Linked DNA regions of Zea mays: region 1 is linked to region 2. A link is a contact called in public Hi-C data. All regions are on one chromosome and are shown on one strand. The core of a region is the stretch at or near the end of the contact, and the rest is flanking DNA. Distances in the headings are between cores, read along the strand shown.

What was found. Hi-C and Micro-C count contacts between places; a contact is called where the count stands out from the background.
Region 1: a contact with region 2 is called in a Hi-C map of leaf, with 1.9 times the contacts expected there. The contact joins the promoter of LOC100283222 here to the enhancer-like site in region 2. A contact is called at or near these places in 2 of 25 Hi-C or Micro-C datasets (ear and leaf).

Annotation. Positions count from the first base shown.
Region 1 is chr10:123,954,114-123,960,189 of Zm-B73-REFERENCE-NAM-5.0, forward strand. It overlaps LOC100283222 (chemocyanin), which reads right to left and starts at 4,303. Exons shown (of 2, transcript NM_001156124.1): 1 at 3,986-4,303; 2 at 3,321-3,681. The coding sequence starts at 4,175. The coding sequence ends at 3,482.
Region 2 is chr10:123,797,538-123,803,331 of Zm-B73-REFERENCE-NAM-5.0, forward strand. No RefSeq gene overlaps it. Among protein-coding and RNA genes, the nearest start is that of LOC103641707, 65 kb to the right of the region's middle. Within about 2 kb of position 3,879, at least 6 of the 20 cell types and tissues checked have an H3K27ac peak or open chromatin away from gene starts, as enhancers often do. A contact at or near this core is called in leaf, where this site is marked.

The DNA of each region.
Region 1 (6,076 bases), core at 3,053-5,552, 160 kb after region 2:
TTTCATGAATGATTCCACACTCTTTGCAGTACTCATCAAAAAGGTTGGAAAGGTATTCACCTCCTCTATCAGACCGTAGCCTTTTAATTTTCTTGTCTAACTGGTTTTCAACTTCAGTCTTATAGATCTTAAAGTGTTCTAGTGCCTCATCTTTAGTTCTGAGTAAGTAAATATAACAGAACCTGGTAGCATCATCTATCAAGGTAAGAAAGTATCTTTTACCGCCTTTTGTGATTATACCATTCATCTCACAGATATCTGAGTGAATTAGTTCTAAAGGAGTGGTACTTCTGCCTTCAACCGTATGAAACGGTTTTCTAGGCTGCTTAGCTTGCACACAAATACCACATTTTACACCTTTAACATGTTTATATTCAGGAATTAAAGACATGTCACTTAATCTTTTAATGGCCTCAAAATTCACATGACACAAACGGGAATGCCATATATTATTAATGGAGTCGTTATTACAGACCACATTAACATGGTAAGAAGAATGATTGTTCAAAACAGAAAGACGGAACAAACCGCCTGACTCATATGACTTTCCAACAAAAGTACCAAACTTAGACAGGACCACTTTATTAGACTCAAACACTAATTTGAGACCCTGTCGACATAGCAGCGACACTGAAATGAGGTTCCGGCTCATCGAGGGCACATAGAGTACGTCCTTCAGCACGAGCGTCTTTCCTGAAGTTAACTTCAGGTAGACCTGTCTAGTACCTCGAACTGCTGCCGGAACACCATTTCCCATCAAGACTGGTGCGCTGCTGTATCCCTGGAATGAAGAGAACATGGATCGATCAACACAAATATGAACAGTAGCACCGGAATCCATCCACCAGTCATCTGATGGACTTGCCATAAAGGCATGAAGTGCATACCCTGGGGTGGAGTTAACCACCACGTTCCCTTCTTTGCGCTGAGGTGGAGGACCTTTTCCCTTCCTAAGTTTGCACCTCCGAGCTGTATGCCCGGAGACACCACAAACGTAGCAGATAAAGTCCTCCTTTTTCTTCTTCATCTTTTTGGACTTAGGTTGGTTCAGATTCTTCTGTGGAGAGTTCTTCTTCTTCTTCTGGAATTTTCTGTCTCCACCCTTCTCAACAACGTGAGCCTGGAGTTGCTGGGATGGCTTGTTACTGGACCTTGCACGCTCTTCTACATTTATCGCAGCTGACAACTCAGTGAGAGTCATTTGCTTCTTCATGTGACGGCGTGAAGTCACAAAGTCTCGCCAAGAAGGCGGAAGCTTTGCCAGTATTGCATTCACCTGAAAACTGTCTGGTAGGACGCAGCCATATTGGACCAAGTCCCTAACAAGGAGTTGAATCTCCTGTAGCTGCTCCATAACAGACCTTCCCTCAACCATTTTATAGTTGAGGTAGTTTTCCGTTGTGAATGACTCATTGCCATTGTCAACTTCAGAGAACTCGTTCTCAAGTTCAGTCCATAGACCCTTGGCGGAGGTAAAACCAGAGTACACGTCAAATAAGCGGTTCGACAAGACGTTCAGCAGACGAGACAAGCATGCCTCATTGGCTTCGTCCCACTTGGCCTTCTCCGCTAGTGCGGCGGCCTTCACTGCATCATCAGAATCATCTGATGCAGCCTGTGGAACAGCCGACGTCACTACCCAAAATAATTTTAGGTCAGTGAGCCACATGCGAGTCTTAATCTGCCAGCGCTTAAAGCTTGCGCCGTCGAACGCTTCAGGCTTAATGACATCAGAACTGGAGGCCATTATACAAATTGGTTTTCTGGATTGTTGTAATATTATAGAAATAAGTGACATGCTTCCAATATATTTAAATAAATTAAATATTCTAATTCCGAATAAAACAAGCATATAACTCAGACAAATGCCATATGTAATTATTGCAGCAATGAATAGTAGCAATTCTAGAACATGTAAACATGTAAAATAGCTACTCAGATCCATTTTATAATTAAAGATGGCTTGCAGATGAAGAAGGCAGATTAAACTAATAAACATGATTGTTTATCGTAAAATGTTGCTCTCAAAATAGCGGGTTGCTGTAATAAACAGCCCTCCAACGCTAATAGGTGATCAAAGATACTTGACTAACGTGACAGTCCAATCTTACCAAATCAGGGTTTTAGATTAAATATTATGAGCCTAGAAATCAAGCATGAATATCAAGATCAAAACAGTGTGCGCAGAATTAAGGAACAATAATGAACTTGAATAATCAGTTTGCACAATTGTGAAAGAAATTACTAGGCATAAATAATATTACTGCTGAAAATAACAATACACTAAAACCCAGACTGTCACGTCGTCTCACTACACCGCTATCATCATCGAGCAATCAAATCCGCCCCCAGATTGCGCAATCACACCCAAGTAAATAATACTAGCAGATTGCACAAAAATTAAACAGTAAATAAAGTGAGGCAACGGATAACTCACTGCACGTAGATTGTCTACGTGGGAAGATCAGCTCAGCGAACACAAGGTTCTGTCCCAGAAAACCAATTCCACCGCCCACGTCCGGGCCTGCACGGCGGGAGGTTGACGGAGATACTAGAGCCGCTGCCGGAGCCGAGGGAGACGTCCACGGCACCAGCCCGAGAAGATGAACACCGCGCAGCAGGAAGCCCAAGCACCAGGCCACGATGGACAGAGACCAGCCAGAGTGCACGGCACCACACAGGTACCCAAGCACAGTAACAGAGAGGAATACAGTACGCAACCGAGCAGCACCGTGCAATACAGTACGCAACCTAGCAGCACCGTGCCACCTCTAAATCCAACAGAGAGGAATACAATCCTCCACAAGTGCGGCAGCCACAGCAAGCAATGGCGGCGGCAGTTGTATCAACGGGCAGGAAGAGAAAAGGTGGAGCAGCGAGTCTCACAGTGCGATACCGGGAGGGAGAAAGTGCCCATTCTTTAAGGAGCCGAACTCCAGGAAGTTACGCAGGGGGTGGCGTGGATTTCGGCGGGAGCCGAACAGATCGGCCGGTGAGCGCCGCCGCCAGCCTCCCGCTTCCTTTCTCCCTCTGTCCGCTCGCTTGCTTCCTTCTGCGGTCTCTCTCTCTTGCCCTAGGAACATGCGTCCTCTCTACCAGCTAGCTGGGTGGGCTGCTCGGCCTTAGGCCTTGTAGCGGCCCAGCCTGGCTGACCCTTTGTTTTTTTTAATAAGGTGAAAACATATAATCGGTCATCGGACAGCACCCATGACACATCACTTCATTTTGGTTGGAGTGATTCATCAAACCAAACACCCATTAATCTCCCAAAATTTAGGTGTTGCATATAGATAGTACTCAGCAGTGCACACACCACATTGTTACTTTACACATCGAATCATGATGGTGTGTTTTATTCATATATATATAACAATCAGGGAGTCGATACAAGCCAGTCGAACTGACAATCAGGCAGTCGATAGGTAGATGTATGTAGCCCGCGGCAGCAGGCGTGCCGGCGGCGGCCGCGATCGGTCAGGACTCAGGCGGCGGTGACGGCGATCTTCATGCCGGACTGGCAGTGGCCGGGGATGCTGCAGATGAAGTAGTTGGTGCCGCGGGCCAGCGTGACGCGGTCGTTGCCGGACGTGTACACCTTGGCGCCCCGCGGCGCCGAGCAGCCTTTGTAGCCGGCCGCGTTCACCACCACCACGTTGTGCGCCGTCGAGTCGTACTTGAACACTGCACCGCGGCCGGCGGCGCCGACCACCACCACCACCAAAAGTTCAGATAATTCGATCTAAAATCTCAACCCATGCAGCTGTAGTCTATGTAGTATACAGAGCTACGAATCTATATAGTTAATCGTACGCCTTAACACGCCTGCTTATGTTTATGAGCATTTAAAAGGCCACTACTGGTACGTGTCGTGTGTTCAATTCGATCGGTCGGCCAAGATTCTCTGCTGCATAAGCATAAGACATATCGCCCTGCCTTGGATATATATCGATCGATGCGACAGGAAGGAAGGTCACTGGTACAGTACCTAGGACGTCCCCAGCTTTGAAGCGCTTGCCGTTAGTCCAGGTACCGGTGCTGAAGCTCCAGCCGCCACGGTCGCCGACGGTGAACACGGCCGACTCCGCGACGTGGGCATGAAGGAGCACGCAGAGGAGCACCGCCGCCGCCGCCGCAAGGGCCACAGCACCACTGCCTCTTCCCTGCCGCTGCGCCATTACTGTCTTGCTGTGCTGATTGTATTATTGTACGTTCACCACTAGCTAGCTAGCTACCTACCTCTCTGGTATGTATAGAGCGAGCAAAACAAGAGAAGAGATGGCGATGATGAGTGGACTGGTGGTTGGCAATGGCCGCCGGGGGTGCTCCCGTTTTATAGGCTCCATCCATTGAAGTGGAGTGGAGGCGTGAAGGCAAGTAGGCCCCGTCGAGATGCAAAAGGCGGGTGGAAATGGAGCGAGGAGGGTTCGGCCAACGACCCACAACGGAGGCGCCCCATTACTTTTTATTTGGACCGAGGACGTACGCCGGCGATGGACGCCTCTGGACGGAGAAGATGATAGCTGGGATGGGTGACGACGAGCTGATCGACAAGATGGATGTTTTGGAGGCCTCTCCCAAGGCGTCGTCAAGCAAGTGCAAGTGTAGAAAAACGTAAAGCTAGCAGCACCACGCAGCTAGATAATATATATAGATGTTACGTGCACCAATGTATACACGCGCGTGCATTCCTTTTTACACCTACTTATTAAGTGTGTTTAGGTGTGTGTGGGGGAGAAGCTACGTACAAAAGCTAGCTTCTTGGTTACAGTACTGTTCCTAGTAGCTTGATTGCTATTGTACACTATCGTTCGATTACGAAAGACCATGAAAAGCTCACACATACGCTGACGTTGCTATGTTCACATCGACCTACAAGCAGTGTATATATACCCGTACGTCGCCTTGACGTCAAAGCTAGCAAGCTGAGCGGTTGGGAGTGCATGTGGTCCACGACCGAAGACGATCGATATCGAGAAAACATTCAATTGTCATGTCGATGTCGACTGGAACACTCATGACTGGAACGGCATTTCCGCACATCATATCGTATGCGTGCTCCTTTATACAGCGACTTTTGTTGCTGCTAGGTCGCTGCTTCCCAACAACAAGAGTCAGCACTCGCCAACCATTACCAACACAACCGAAGAGTAATCTTTACTGAGTGTCACGCTGGTGAAATCAAGCCTACAACTAAACGAGGAGCAAGTAGGTGACGGCGGCAACATGATGTGGTGACGAGCAGCGAAACGGAGGAGGAGGCCATCGGCTGCTATAGTATGTACGTATAGTGGGTAGGTTAGTGGCGATTGTGACCCGGCCGTCCCTCTCGATTGAGGTGTTGGTCCATTTTATAGCACATGCAAACAGCCGGGCGCTGCTGCGTCTGCATGGGCCATCCCTCTCTCGTTTGATCGGGGACACATAGCAGAGCAACGCAGAGCAGAGCAGCTAGCTAGCGTCACTCTCATCACTAATAGTATTATCGTACAACCAGCCCAGCAGCAGCAGTCTCTCATCATTATCGTACCACTACCAGCCCAACAGCAGCATTGCTTGCCGGCTACGCTGCTGCTGCATTCCCGCATGCTTGAGTCTTTACCCCCACATGATTAATTAAGGAAAGTCCGTGACTTACCGTTGCAGTCTATAGGGCGAGGGATGATGGCATTCCACTGCAGCACATTACTTGAGTCTTTACCCCCGCATGAGACGTAGGCAGGTCAAAGGTAGTGTTCCTTGAAACCATGTACACACATAGGCAGCAAAGACCTTTTTCTAGTTCATGAATTGGCCAGATGTCGATGGAGTAGAGGAGGGCGTCGCATCATGTGGCAGTAGGGTTTTGTGGTGCCGTCTCCTGGCAGGAGTGCAGCGCCACACTGGTGAAGTCAAGCCTGCAACTCAACGAGGAGCAAGCAGGTGACGACGGCAGCAGCAGCAACAACATGATGGTGACGAGCAGTGAAATGGAGGAGGCCATCGACTGCTCTAGTGTGTACTAGGAGGACTATCGATTGAGGTGGCGGTCCATTTTATAGCCCATGCAAACAGTCGGGCGCTGCCGCGTCTGCATGGC
Region 2 (5,794 bases), core at 2,629-5,128:
GGACGTCCTTGATACAGACCGGAGGCCTCATCGCCTCATCGCCTTGATCTTCTCCGGGTTTGCTTCAATGCCCCGGTACAAAACCAGGAACCCCAGCAAATTCCCTGCGGAGACACCAAAGACGCACTTGTCCGGGTTTAGCTTTGTGCGGGTTTGTGGCAGCCCTCCCAAGTTATCGGGCCCACATGCACCAATCCTTGCCTTGATGGCCTCAGATGGCTATGCACGTGTGTCAGGTAACTTAACAAGGCTATCACGAGTTCAACAACTTGAACTCATCATCCCAAGGATCTCCCACCATACATGCATATTACAGTAATCACATTCGATACACACACTTCGGAGATAATAGCGGAAGACTTTACAAAATATTCTTTTTATTTCTAAAACGGAAGGTTATTACATAGGAACAGTTACATTTATTACAAGTCCTGATATACTCAAAGTGCATAACTTATTACAATATCAGGAAGGTAGGAACCCTCCAAAGCTTAAACATAAGCCTAACTAATCTTCCTCCAGAACTGGAAACACCCTCCAGCCTTAGGAACACCTAGAGTACTCCTCATCACCTACAACAACATGGGTTCGAAAACCCTGAGTACGAAGTGTACTTTCGCAAGTCTTAGCCGACTAAGAAAAATGACTCTCAAGGATATGCTGGTTAAATAGGAATCAAGGAAAAGGCTTTAGCAAGAATCAACTTAGATACTTTTGCAGAAATAACTTACTATAGTGAGTCCTTACTTTCAATATTTTAACGTCAGATTAAATATTAATAGACTCTGGTTGCATCTAGTCTAATTTCACCATCTCATCAATACAACATCATTTTTATTCATAATGTTTACATCCTGACTTAGGTTGCAGGTCGGAGATCAAGTCTCCACTCTCCGGGGATATAACGGCGATCCAAATCGATTTACTCAGCTGAGGATCTCTAACCACACGACATATGTAGCACTTAACCCTTGCATATGTCAGCCGTTCCCACAAATCCTCCACAACGTGAACAGGTCCGCGCCACCCGAGAGCACACCACCGCTTTTAGGCGGTACTTTGCCAGGAGGGTACGTGCCACTCTTGCCATCTCTCCACTCACAGTGCGCGATTGTCTTTTCATGTATGGAATAGTCGGGTTCAAGCTTACCCTGTCCCATATCGTGGCCAGTTAAGATAGTCCTTGATCATACAGGCCTACATACGCATCCAATCCTTAATTAACCTGGGTAGAACATCACATGTTCCTAGCCCAAGTCCCGATTTAAGTACTTCCATCCTTAGAATTGTTTGTGTTCCTTAGGATGAAAAGAGCATTATAGGGAACTTTGCAGTAAGATCCCATCATGCTCCCAATGAAAATATTCTTGCAGGTATAAGCCATCCTTCCTCAGGATATCCCCTGAGCTAGGCATTAATGCAAAAGACAACCTCTATCCACAAGATCTAAGCAGGGCTAAGCATTTTTGTAAATTGTATTTTGATACTTCATCAGAAGTATCTATAAAGGTATGGATATCAAGGTAGGCAATGCATCCAATAGTTTCCAAGCAACTCCTATAAACTTAATGCACATTTCACTAGACTTAAAGTGTATAAAAATCTTTTAAAAATACAAGGAAGGGGTAAATGCACCGGGGCTTGCCTTATTGCAATGAAGAGGTTCCAAATCCCTCTATTAAATACCCAGTTAGATGGCTCCCATCACTTGATGAGCAAGCACTGAAGCAGACTCCTCTTCCGAAACCACTTCTTGAATTTCATCTTCTTCTTCTAGGAATTCTACATGTAAAGATATGAACATGAATGCTTATGCTTATGCAACCTGAAAAGAAAATACTAAAAAGCATCACAAGAATTACACCTCTCTAAAGGTGCACACAAAAGCTAACAAAACCTTAAGAGAGCTAAATACTCTAATATCACAACTCAATTTACCAACCAAACTAGAAAACCTTGCTTCCATAACCAACCAAGTACTTCATTTATGCATTAAGCAAGGATCCACACTGCATGTACTACAAGTTATAGTGTCCAAGAATCAGCCACAATTCACTGAACCTGTTTTCGTTTCTCTGAATTCATCTTCTAGTGCTCCATTCCTCTCCCTCTGTTCAGTGCTTTGTAACTCACAAATTCCCTCAACAACAAACCCAACTCATTTACTCAAAGTTATTCTCTAGACATAGCTCTACCAACTTGGTATAGAAATCACAGGTTGAAAATGTTTAGAGCAAGAGTTATGGCAATCCAAAGTTAAGCAGAACACTGAAAATTTAGTTTCTAATTTCTGAAACAGCACAATACTGAGTCCGATAGAGGGTTTTGCAGCAGGCTATTCTCTAAATTCCATACAGTACCAAGCCCACTCTTTGCACAAAACTTGTTCATCTATATCTGGTCTCTCATTTTGCTACAGACTCTTAACCCAAATATCTTTGGATTTATTACCACAAGGCTCCAAAGTTGGGTAAAAACACACATATCCAGACTTAAATATTATTCTAAGTCTGAATCCCAACACCTGACAGTCCATCTTTTGGCCACTTTTACTCCCAAATTTATGTGGAACCAGGTCCATCTAACTTTAGCAAACTTGTTTACTTTACTATGGTCTACAACTTTGCTATGGAACCCTTAATCCAAAACCCCATGAATCAGTCACAAATGAATTCCAAACTAGGCATACTGCTGCAATTCAGTTCACAGAACTGAATAAAAATTCAGTTTTGTGTCCAGCCTGACAGACCAACTTTAGCCAACCTTTTCTCCAATTTTTACACAGCAACAGACCAAGCTCACATTACCAAAGTTATTCCTTAGATATAGCTCTACTACTTTGGTATAGCACCCCTAGGTTGAAAACATTTAGAACAATTTTTATGAAGCACCAAAGTGGAGCTCAACACACTAGAACCTAGTTTCAGTCTTCTGCACTAAGTCTGGGGTCCAAAAATCCAACAGCCTATTTTTTTAGCAAATTTTACACCTAGTTCCCAGCAACAGACAGTGATAGAGTACAAGTAGTAAATGGTGTGAGCTTCACTAACCTTTGTCGAGCATGGAACAAGTAGTACACGGTCAAGAATACTTGTGGGAAGCCTTGTCCACGGGGAGGTGAAGAACGGTTGGGTTTGGTCACCACAAACAAGAGGTTGGCATTCAGCTCTGGAGTAAAGCAAAATTGGTGGCTGAAAGAGAGGATGCACACCAGCAAGAATACCAGGACTCCAGCACCTTTGTAGTGGACTGGGACTAGAGCTCGAGAACAAGGGAGAAAAGCTTTTCTGAACTCAGCCGTGGAACACACTGAATAAATAGGCATGGGGAGGGGTCACTGAGCTCATCCACAATTCAGTGCAAGAATACAAGGGATGCCAACACAGCATACTATATGACGTGGCTCCCATGCACTAAATGCACACAAGTCTACACGTGCACCTAGGACACTATGTGGTCTGCTCTAACATCCCCAAAATATCCACTCTTTGCTTCAGCAAGCAGATAGGAGAGGAAGTGGATGAGACCCCCACGGTGGCTTGTACTATGGCCCAGGGCTTGATATTATCTGCAGGGGTGAGACCACTAGAATTTCCATTATTTAATTCACTCATTCAGTAGCTAGCAGATAAACCTTCACTTGCTTACTGCTCTCAAAACAGTCCAACTTAGATATTTTCCCAGCAGCAAATTAAGCCCCTAGACCATCGGTCATACACTACAACCTTATCCCCACTTACATACATAAGTGACATCAGCAGGGTCGAGGTGATCTTCTTCAGAACCCAAGTGCAGCACTGAACTGGGTCAACTTCAGCAGCCAAGATATTACCTGACACACACAAATATCATCCCTGTCCATATCTACAGACAGCAAACAAAACTCATTAATGCCCCACTTCTCACTGCTCCCATATCACTCAGGTTCACAGGTTCAGCCGATACACTGCACTTGGTTGATATTTTTTTTACAGCCCAAATATCCCCTTGTCCTTGACTGCAGATATTTGTTTTGGAGCACACTGAACTACCACTGTTGGACTGAACTCACAACTTCACTCCTTTATTTCTCTTGGTTCCAAACAGCAACAAGAGGACTAACCTTAATAATCCCTGTTCACCAACTAACTCTCTATCACTTTGCCATAGGGACTCAAGCCTTACACTCCTTGGATCAGATACAAAACAGCTCCAAAGTTAGGAGAAAAACATTAAACCATATCAACAGTTACTGCATTAAAACTGCACTCCACATGCCTGACAGAAACAGATTGAACACCTTTTTCTCCTAGCTTTGTGTAGTATCAAGTCCAACCCTCTCAAGGGAATTTGTTCTCCTATATATGGCCTTTCAGTTTGCTAAAGAATTTCTAACCCAAATCTCCTTGCAATAATTACCATAGGGCTCCAAACTAGACACCCTTGTGCTGAATTTCAGTTTACAGTGGACTGAATACAATTCAGTTTCAGCCACCAGACAGTCCAAATTTGAGCAGCTGTTACTCCAATTTTCGTATAGGATCATGTCCATCACCTTTAAAGAAAGTTATTCCACATTATATGGTCTTCACTTATTCTACAAACACCACAGCACAAAACCTTATAGAATAGCCACAAATAGGCTTCAAAACTGCTATCAAAACACTGAAATTCAGTTTCAGTTACTGTTTCCAATCTGAAAATTCAGAAATACAACAGCACCACTTGGAACCACTCTTTTTCCTGGGTCCCAAATGTTTTTAGGGGCAAGTTGCTTAATAAAGTTTATACTCCTATAGTTCCTCTACAAGTTTTATATAGTAACCATTAACCAAAACCTATTGAATTCCAAACTACAATAGCCCAAAGTTTGCTCCAATTGCTGAAATTCAGAATCTGAATTTCACTAAGTCTGAAATCCACAATTTTTGACAGCTTTACTTTGGACCAGTTTTACTCAAAGTTCCAAATAGTTTTAGAGCTATATGACTAAACCAACCTTATACTCCTCATGTAGCTCTATAACTTTGTTATAATGATCATCTTCAAAATGGTTCTAGATCAAAAGTTACAAAGGACTAAAATTGCCTAGTTGCTGCGATTTTCAGGAACTCCAAAACTGAAACTTTGTGAATTTCTCCAAATTTCTTCACACAACTTGGAAATATTCAAATAACAAAATCGTGCAACTTTGGAAATCCTATCAACTTGGTATTTTTACCTCTTGCAAAATGTGGCTAGATCTCCAAATCCACTTTTGGGCTCCAGTTTAGGGGTTAGAGATACTCAACCACCCTAAGTACTTCACCACTTCTAATCCACATATCAAAAGCAAACTTATCCATCCTCCTAAAGCAAAGTTGCTCCTTAATCTCAAATACATCTTTGGCTTATAGAACTCAGGTCTAAAGTATCCTTGATTTAGGAGTTAATTGCTTACACTCAAATCCAATCAAGGTTTTCAAGCCTTAGGATTTTGAAGTTAATCCTTCGGTCCAAGTATTTCTTCCACTTGATCTATCTTTGAAAACAAATTTTCTATAGACTCTAGGAATTGCCTGTAGCACTTCAAGACTCCAAGTTAATTTATTACTTGCTCAAAGGATGACCTACTCCTGTTTAGCTTAGGTCCTAAACTAGGTCTTCTACCCTGCACACAGCATCACCTTATTGTAAAATTTTTGATCTAGTGAATGCATTCTAGGTGTAACAAGCAAGTTAATGCAAATGCTTATGATGACATGTCCGAGTTTTAGTTCACGTAACACCAGGGGTGTTACAGGGTTGCCCACAGCCTGTCAAAGACTAGGGTCAA